Linked DNA regions of Bombyx mori: region 2 is linked to region 1. The links are chromatin contacts, called in public Hi-C maps. All regions are on one chromosome and are shown on one strand. The core of a region is the stretch at or near the end of the contact, and the rest is flanking DNA. Distances in the headings are between cores, read along the strand shown. Region 1 overlaps LOC101738176 (ras GTPase-activating protein raskol). Region 2 overlaps LOC101738176 (ras GTPase-activating protein raskol).

Region 1 (4,219 bases), core at 1,146-3,645:
TCGCTTGAACCGAATAATGTTTCGCCCCTCGATACGCAGGGATTTCATCTACATCTTATTATACATCAAAGCGTCTGTTTGTGATTACGAAATATAAGCAATTAGTTATTTGAGTTACATTGAGCCTTATTCGGTTTTTTATTATTATTTCTGATTATTTGTCCGGGGAATCGGCTACTTTGCTTATTATAATAGACTAGCGGCCCTCTCCGGCTCCGCTTAGTCTTTAATATAAATATCAACGATATTTGAAGTTGTTTTATTTTTTTAAATAAAAGACTATAGTAGTTAGATATAGGCTGTCGCGACAATTTTTGTAAATAATGATGTGTTCTACAAAGTCGTAGTACATTATTTTATTCTATCATCAATAGTTTTCGCAGCGCACGCGGTGTAAAGAATATTTTAGGTAATTTTTTTACACCTTGGGTTACATTATTGGAGTTTTAGTAAGGATCCCTATTTTTAAAAAAAAAAAGATTATAGCATATGTCACTCGGGAACAGTGTAGCTTCCAAACAGTGAAAGAATTTTTCAAATCGGTTCAGTAGTTTCGGAGCCTATTCAATACAAACAAACAAATCTTTCCTCTTTATAATATTAAGTACATATTAGTATATAATAGACAACGTGAATTAACGCGACCGCTTTAACACGCTCGAACTATGCTAAATGACCGCGAATCAAATCATTCACAACCACAATCAAAGCTTGTTAGAAAACGAGGAGCCGTTGTTAGTGTGAAGTTGTAGAGAATTTTAATGACTAAAGTAATTTAACTTATTAATTATAATATTATAATGTATTTTCTATATAACGTGTAACGATTTCAAGCATTAGTAGTTACAGTAAATGTCTCTACTGGTGGTAGAACCTCTTGTGAGTCCGCGCGGGTAGGTACCACCGCCCTGCCTATTTCTGCTTTGAAGCAGTAATGCGTTTTGGCTTAAAGGGTGGGGACAGCCGTTCTAACTATACTTGAGACCTTATAACTGATATCTCAAGGTGGGTGGCGCATTTACGTCGTAGAAGTCTATAGGCTCCAGTAACTACTTAACACCAGGCGGGCTGTGAGCTCGTCCACCCACCTAAGCAATTAAAAAAAAAGTATTAAATTGGCTTTCCATTGAGGCAAAATACTGTGTAGGTACTGTTGACGTAATTCACAATACACACAATTCATTCAATACATACAAATTTGCGTTAAGCGCTACTTAATAATACTCATTCAATATTTACATGCGATATGTACATAAGAAATCGTTAGTCCGATCTTGACATTGATTCTAGTTATAGGTATGTATGTTGTGAGCTATGAGTCAGACCGGAACACGAGAATTATATCTTGCACAGTTTGCTTATAGATACGAGATACAAAAGCGATGGTAATCGTTTATTTTTGCTATTTTCTTTAGTTGTTTTGGGTGATACGTGTATAATTAGGGCTCTGTGACGTCGGCTTAGAATATTTATTTATTATACTTCATGTAAAATTTACATTGGCGGACTTCCAGTCAACCGAATGTAGGGCAGAGTAAACAGTGGTAGGTGCAATGAAATTTATATTTAATTAAGGGCAATAAAAAAAAGGTTTTATTAATATTAAATATTCATTAAATTTAGGATCTGAATTAGGTACGTCGTGTAACTGTTTTAGTATTTAAGTCACGTCATGTATACAACAGTACGAAAGCGTGTCACGGCTTTACCGCACCTGTGCAAGCGTCCGCTTCCCGTGTTCCTGCATGCGAAGCCCCCTTTACCTACCGCTTCCGGCCTATTGTTCGGCCTATGGTTGATCGTTCAGCTGTTTGATTTAAGAATCGGTACATGCTAATTATACATTTTATTATAAAAAGCTGGAGACCGTAAACGCATTGATGCCTTTCGAGATGTGGTGCTGGAGAAAGATGCTCTGTATTCCGTGGTCACCACATCGGACTAAAGTGTGAATTTTGCAAAAAATACTGGTGGTATTGTTTACTGGTCGTAGGACCTCTTTTGAGTTTGCGCGGGTAGTTACCACCACCCCACCTATTTCTGCCGTAAAGCAGTAATGCGTTTCGGTTTGAAGGATGGGGCAGCCGTTGTAACTATACTTGAGACCTTAGAACTTATATCTCAAGGTGGGTGGCACATTTACGTCATAGATGTCTATGGGCTTCAGTAACCACTTAACACCAGGTGGGCTGTGAGATCGTCCACCCATCTAAGCAATAAAAAAAAGCTTATTGTAATTGTCGTTTCAATTGTACAATAAAGAATAACAATAGAACCAAGAGGTTTTGTTAATTACAGTCATCCGCTCATATTGCACTTCTGTGAATACTGTCAATCTACTACATCGTTATTATCGGTAGCTTGGCATCTTGTCGGGGGCTGGTTTTTTGTATGCGTAGTCCATTACGAACGGAAGCAAACCGGGTTCTGTCTGTACGTCCTGCGCATATCATTCGGGCTCTTTGTCATTCCGCACGAAATTCGAGTAAGACTGTGTATAAGAAGAATACCGTGCTAGTTTGTTCCGGCACATATCGTCTTCTCGCATTAAAACTGTATAATCTCAAAACTTATTAATTTTACAGGAGAGTTTTAAAGCTTTAACATGTGATATTTTTAATATTAATCATCTTTGTAACATCTATTTTTTATTTTTTACCAGTTATATTATCCGTCTTTTATAGTAAGAACTACGCTCTTTTGACAGTATTTATGTGAAAAATACTGGTGATAACAAATGATTCCGCATATTAACTCAATTTCGAATATTTTTGGAAATTGTACACTTTTAATGCGAAAAGATGATATATAAAGGCCTCAAAGCTCTTCGTTTAATTGAGTCGTCTATTATCAAAGTTGGCAATCTGTGCATTTGGACAAAAACATGTTAATGATATGTCAATACAGATTGATTTGAATATAATCGTCTCCTTCAAAGAATACGGTTCAAAACCTGCATTAAATAAAGGTTAATACTTAACCTGTTATTTATCTAAGATGTCGTTCAGAAGAGTTTTGTGACTGCCAATGGAATACAAAGTCAATAATTCGTTTTTCTGATTTACCAATAATTGTCCAAAAGTCACATTGCCGGCTTTGATAATAGTCGACTCAATTATCCAAATTATCGTATTTTTTACCTTGAAATCATTCGCAAACGAAGCATTGTGATCGTTGTAGGCACTGACTACTTTCACTAAGGTCGGCTAAATACCTACCTGAGAGCAATCAAAAATATAATTTAAAAAAAAGATCCATCGCATTGAAAAACTGGTTTTATTCAATCACAAACGCTTAATGCTTAAATTCTAGTTATTTTTCTGTAATTCTTTTTATGAGTGCCGTAGTAAAATCATAATTTGGAATGCACGTCAAATGATTACTTTTCATAGATTACTGTTAGTTTCTTTTGCCGTAGATTATCCATGCGGTCCAGCGTAGCGTGTCGTGTTCAATTATAAAGTAAATTGTGACAATTAGACCGTTTACTCCATTCGACTGAGCACTCGTTCGGTCTTGCGTGAGATCATTCATGAGCTCATCAAAATAATGTTTAAAGAAACGTTAAATTACAATATGTAACTACATAGTTTTGAACAAAAGTGTGAATAGTCTTTCTTTAATACGGTTTTCACGATATACATAATTAAAACTACTTTTACGGTTTAATCTCACTTTTTATTTATCGTTTTTAGCCGTGGACCGTGACCACGTAAAATATAGGTAACGTATACAAAATTTCGGAAATAATATAATAATGACATTAAAAACGCGAGATTAAACCGTAAGAGCAATTTTCATTCAGATGTCAGACGACAAAAACTAATAATACTCGTAATAATAAATCCGAAGTTAAACCTTAAAAGTGATTTTAAAAATGTATGAATGATAGTTAAATTTCTTTTAAAAAATCCTGATATAAATACAGCTGTGTGTGTAGACAGAGTTTATCCAATTTTATCATATCAAACGAGTGGTGAATTGTCCCGGACATTGCACTCTAGTCCACTATTTATACCACGTTCTTGGCAACATTCAACAGTTTTTGATGTACTGGTAGTTAATATTTTGTGAAGCGATTTGTGAATATTTTTTTTGTATTTTTTTTAAACTAAATTGTAAGCTGGATACAAACCTCAAAACCTGATACAATTTATGTTTGAAATTTTAAAAATAATGACGTTTTATTTGAACTAGAGGTCCCGCAGTAGTCGAAATT
Region 2 (4,219 bases), core at 824-3,323, 40 kb before region 1:
ATTGGAGTATTAATTGTAGTGATATAATGAGGGGTCCTTCAACCCGAACGTTCTGTCGCGACTGAAATTGGCTGAATGAAGAAGAATTGGCTTTATCATCAGAAAGGCTTAGCATATAAATGGACCTTAAGATTGACATGTTTATATGGGACATAATCGTAATGTGAAGATATTTATTACGTTAGTAAAACATCAAATGAATGAATTTAATTTCATGCTCAATCTAAGCGTGTGATAATTTCACGAAAACCGAGTAACTACGGCTCATTCATAGATCACGAATTTCTCATAATTATTTAACGTTGTACATTAAACTTGCTCATTGTTTTATAATTACCATTCATTTTGATGGTTATTTCGCATTGTAAGATTGGAATCAGTTTGCTGATTCATTGTTAGTTTCTAATTTCATACAACTTCAAATGTCACAAATTTGCGTAATTGGTGATGGTAGGAATTAACTTATAATTACGGGTGCTGTATTATTCATTACCTATTGCCTATTTATGCCATGCTCGTGGTTTGAAGGGTAGGACAGCAGTTAAACACTTCTGTATTTGACCTCACGTGTTAAAGCGGATAGTGGCATTCAAGTTGCGATGTGTATGGGACTTACAACAGTAATAACTAATAATAATAATAAACTAAATAAATATTTATATAATAAAAAAGCACACTGCGTATAAAATGTAACTTTATATGTAGTTATTTCTACTTGATATTAAAACTCAAGACTCAACTCAGACTCGTGCCCGGAGCAAATCTATCTATGAAAATCTATATTTCGTTTATTTTTTCTTTCAATCAATGATTTTATGTTTAAAGGTAGAGTTAGTATTGTATACATGTAATATATCTATGAGATTTTCATGTAAGAGTTGTGTTTTCATTGTATTATTGATTATTCAGAAAATAACCGCTTGAATCAGTCTATTTATTCGAATATTTCACCAGATAATTTGGCGTTCTTTTCTAATGTAGATACTTTTTTTTTATTGCCCTTGGAGGCAGACGAGCATACGGCCCACCTGATGGTGAGTGGTTACCGTCGCCCATGGACTTCAGCAATTCCATACTGAAAATCCCTGGATATGTTAACCAGAAGAATGTCTCTCGAATACTCTCTAATAAATACCCTCGAAAGTGTTTCACGTCTTGAAATTGGGAACATGGCAAATATGTTTTTTAAGGGGTAAGAATTTTTTAGGTATACGAAAATAATTATTTCTAGTTTATTTTTCGAGAAGTTGCTTCAAAACGATCAATTTTTCTAATGAAAACATATTCCCTATTCAATTTAGCGATAACCTGACTTCCAAGTGTCACTCACTGTTAGACGACCCAGTTTCCATATATGTATGGAATATACGTAATGGAAAGACTTATTTGATCGCTGACCATGATTTAAAAAGTTTATCAAAATAACAGTTTTAAACATGTTCTATTATACATTTTACGACAATGTTATAGGCGAATGATTATTGAACAAAATATCAATTTAAAAGTTACATTGGCATGCTTTATTGTGTGTCGGAAAAGCTAGTGTTTATTGTTGAAAATAGATATTTCTAATATTGTAATTCAGTTGATCTGATTAGTAGATTTACCGATTTTCCAATAAAAAATAATTTATTCTAAATCTTAGTCGCACTTATGTATTTTGCAGTGATAGAAGTCGTCGAGGGATACACCCCTATACTCAATGAAGGCCGTTAGTTGCTTGTCACTTTATTTAGTGACGGCGGTTGATTTACACACCAATTGTCTGTATCCATTCAATTGACACTTGATCTTATTTGCCAATTTATCTAATAGAGACCTCATGAAAACTTGTACTCCTGAGAATAACAATGAAAAACTGATGTAAGGATCTGTGATATGTGAATAAAAAATAAAGTGATGAGTCTCCAAAGGGAAAGGAAACCAAAGTTTAATATGTGGAAAGCAATAATTCATAGAAAAAGAAAATACAGTGAGGTTTTAACATGTGAACACGAAACTTACGCCGCCCTAGCGTCGATGCAAGGAGGTAATGCTGCGACACTACCGCCATCTCTGGACGCGTTGCGAGCATGTAAGTAGTACTACTAGTCGATAATAGATGGCGTTTCATACAAGTACGTTTTGAACTACTCACGACAAAATAAATCAGCTCAGAGATACTAACCAGTTATAAAATACAAGGATAACAAATTGTTTACTTTGTTTTAGAACACAATGTTTGAAATTGACTATTTCGATACCTGACAACATAAAGCTTGGTTTATTCCTCCTCCTCCTTCAGTCGATCGCTCATTGCTGAGCATCGTGATGCGCCCGCCTGTGACCTTTTTTTGTAATTTGTAGCCACTTATGTCGGTCTGTGGCACAGTGAAGTGCGTGGCTCAGTCTCATGTCCAGACACTCAGACACTTGGTCACTCCATCTTTTTCGGCTACGACCTCTGGATCGTCTTCCATCCACTTTACCCGTCACTATGAGTCTCTCCAGGTTGTCAGAGGGTTTTCTTGCTATATGACCAAAGTATTGGAGCACTCTATATAGACATTTGGTGGATAGCCTCTGGTCAACTTTTAGCTCGTTGAGGATGGAAGCGTTCGTCCGGAAAGCCGTCCAAGGGATGCGCAACATGCGCCGCCAGCACCACATCTCAAACGCGTCTATGCGTCGCCTGTCAGACTCTTTCAAGATCCAGGTCTCAGCCCCATACAAAAAGATTAAGAAAACGAGCGTCTCAACAATTTGCACTTTCGTTTTCTTGAGTATGTTTCGATCTCTCCATATTTTGTTTAGCTGGCTCATAGCGGATTTGGCCATTCCGATGCGTCGCCTTATTTCGGTTTCCGATCCACCTCTATTGGAAATAATCGAGCCGAGGTACACGAAAGTCTTGACGATGTCGTATTGGCCAAGAATATTATTCTCGTTAAGGGTGCCGTATTTATCCACGATCATGATCTTTGTTTTGGACTGGTTGATCTTTAGTCCCATTTCCTCGCTAACTATAACCAGACGTCGCAGCAGCTCCTCCATTTCCTCTTCTGATGACGCCACTAATGTGGTATCATCAGCGTATCGTAAGTTCGAGATCTTTACGCCCCCAACTGTGACGCCACCATCCCACTCCTCTAGGGTTTTGCGCATTATGTATTCGCCATAGATGTTAAAAAGTATGGGCGAGACGATGCAACCCTGGCGCACTCCTTTCTCAAATCGGAACTCTCTTGATTGTGCTGGGCCGATCCGTACCGATTGGTTTATTCAGTGAACACAATAACTTGAAATTGCTCCTTGAGAGGACGAGGACAATTTGAAACTAAATGTAAAAAAAAATACAATAGTGTTGTTTCACTATTATTGTGGGAAAATAGCACAATATGATTCACGCTATTGTGTTTGACATGCCGACCGCATCAAAAGCAACCGACCCTCTAAATAAGGTCGAGCTTATCTTAACGTCCCATTGACGTTGACGTTACCTTTGTGGTAGGTTGCTGTTTTTGAACTTAGATCTGAATTTTATTACTCCAGGAATAGAGAGAATGTTAAGCATAGCATTTGTTTTATCGCACTGAATCTACATCTAATACTATCAAATCAAATAATCTAAATCCATTCAATAATATCAAATCTTCAGTTTATCATTGTAAGCAATTTATACCGTAATAATATTTATAAAGAAGGTCAAACAGAAGCTCTGTATAAAACAAATGAAAATACGGACATATATTTGATTATCCGTTATTATTATTGTCCGTCATGGGATATTTTTGTTGTTCCTCAGTCCTCAGCCTCGCCATAAAAAAATATTTTTCGTAAATACACTACCATTTTGGTAAACAATTGCCTTTGTATCTACAAAAATCTGTAAAGGACATCGTCGCTTGGCAGCGTTGTTATTATAAGACGAAACAATGGGATGAATGTAAAATGTAATATCGTAGAAGCTTTATATGAGTTCAAAACAATATGCCTCCCACGACACAGTTTCCATGGGCTTACGTAAATTCTAGCTAATTACTGCGCATTTGCACAACAAGTTTGTACGTTTCCTCGTCAGATTGCGAGAAACAATAACAATAGTCATTGTAAAAATCTTATTTAAAAAAAATCTTATTATAAATTCGTAGTAATATTCTCGAGTATTCCTTACCTTTTCTTCGAACTCCATTTTTTTTTTCGCAATTAATAATAATATCGAGAAAGACCAGTAGTCTGT

Evidence for each region. A called contact is a pair of places that touch in the nucleus more often than the background predicts.
Region 2: a contact with region 1 is called in a Hi-C map of whole pupa, with 3 times the contacts expected there. The contact joins two enhancer-like sites. A contact is called at or near these places in 3 of 7 Hi-C or Micro-C datasets (middle silk gland and whole pupa).

Annotation. Positions count from the first base shown.
Region 1 is chr15:5,213,722-5,217,940 of ASM3026992v2, reverse strand. All of the region lies in intron 4 of LOC101738176 (ras GTPase-activating protein raskol), which reads left to right. Among protein-coding and RNA genes, the nearest start is that of LOC134200270, 19 kb to the left of the region's middle. Within about 2 kb of position 2,395, at least 4 of the 8 cell types and tissues checked have open chromatin away from gene starts, as enhancers often do.
Region 2 is chr15:5,253,570-5,257,788 of ASM3026992v2, reverse strand. The region is part of intron 4 of LOC101738176 (ras GTPase-activating protein raskol); the gene reads left to right. Among protein-coding and RNA genes, the nearest start is that of LOC134200270, 20 kb to the right of the region's middle. Within about 2 kb of position 2,073, at least 7 of the 8 cell types and tissues checked have open chromatin away from gene starts, as enhancers often do.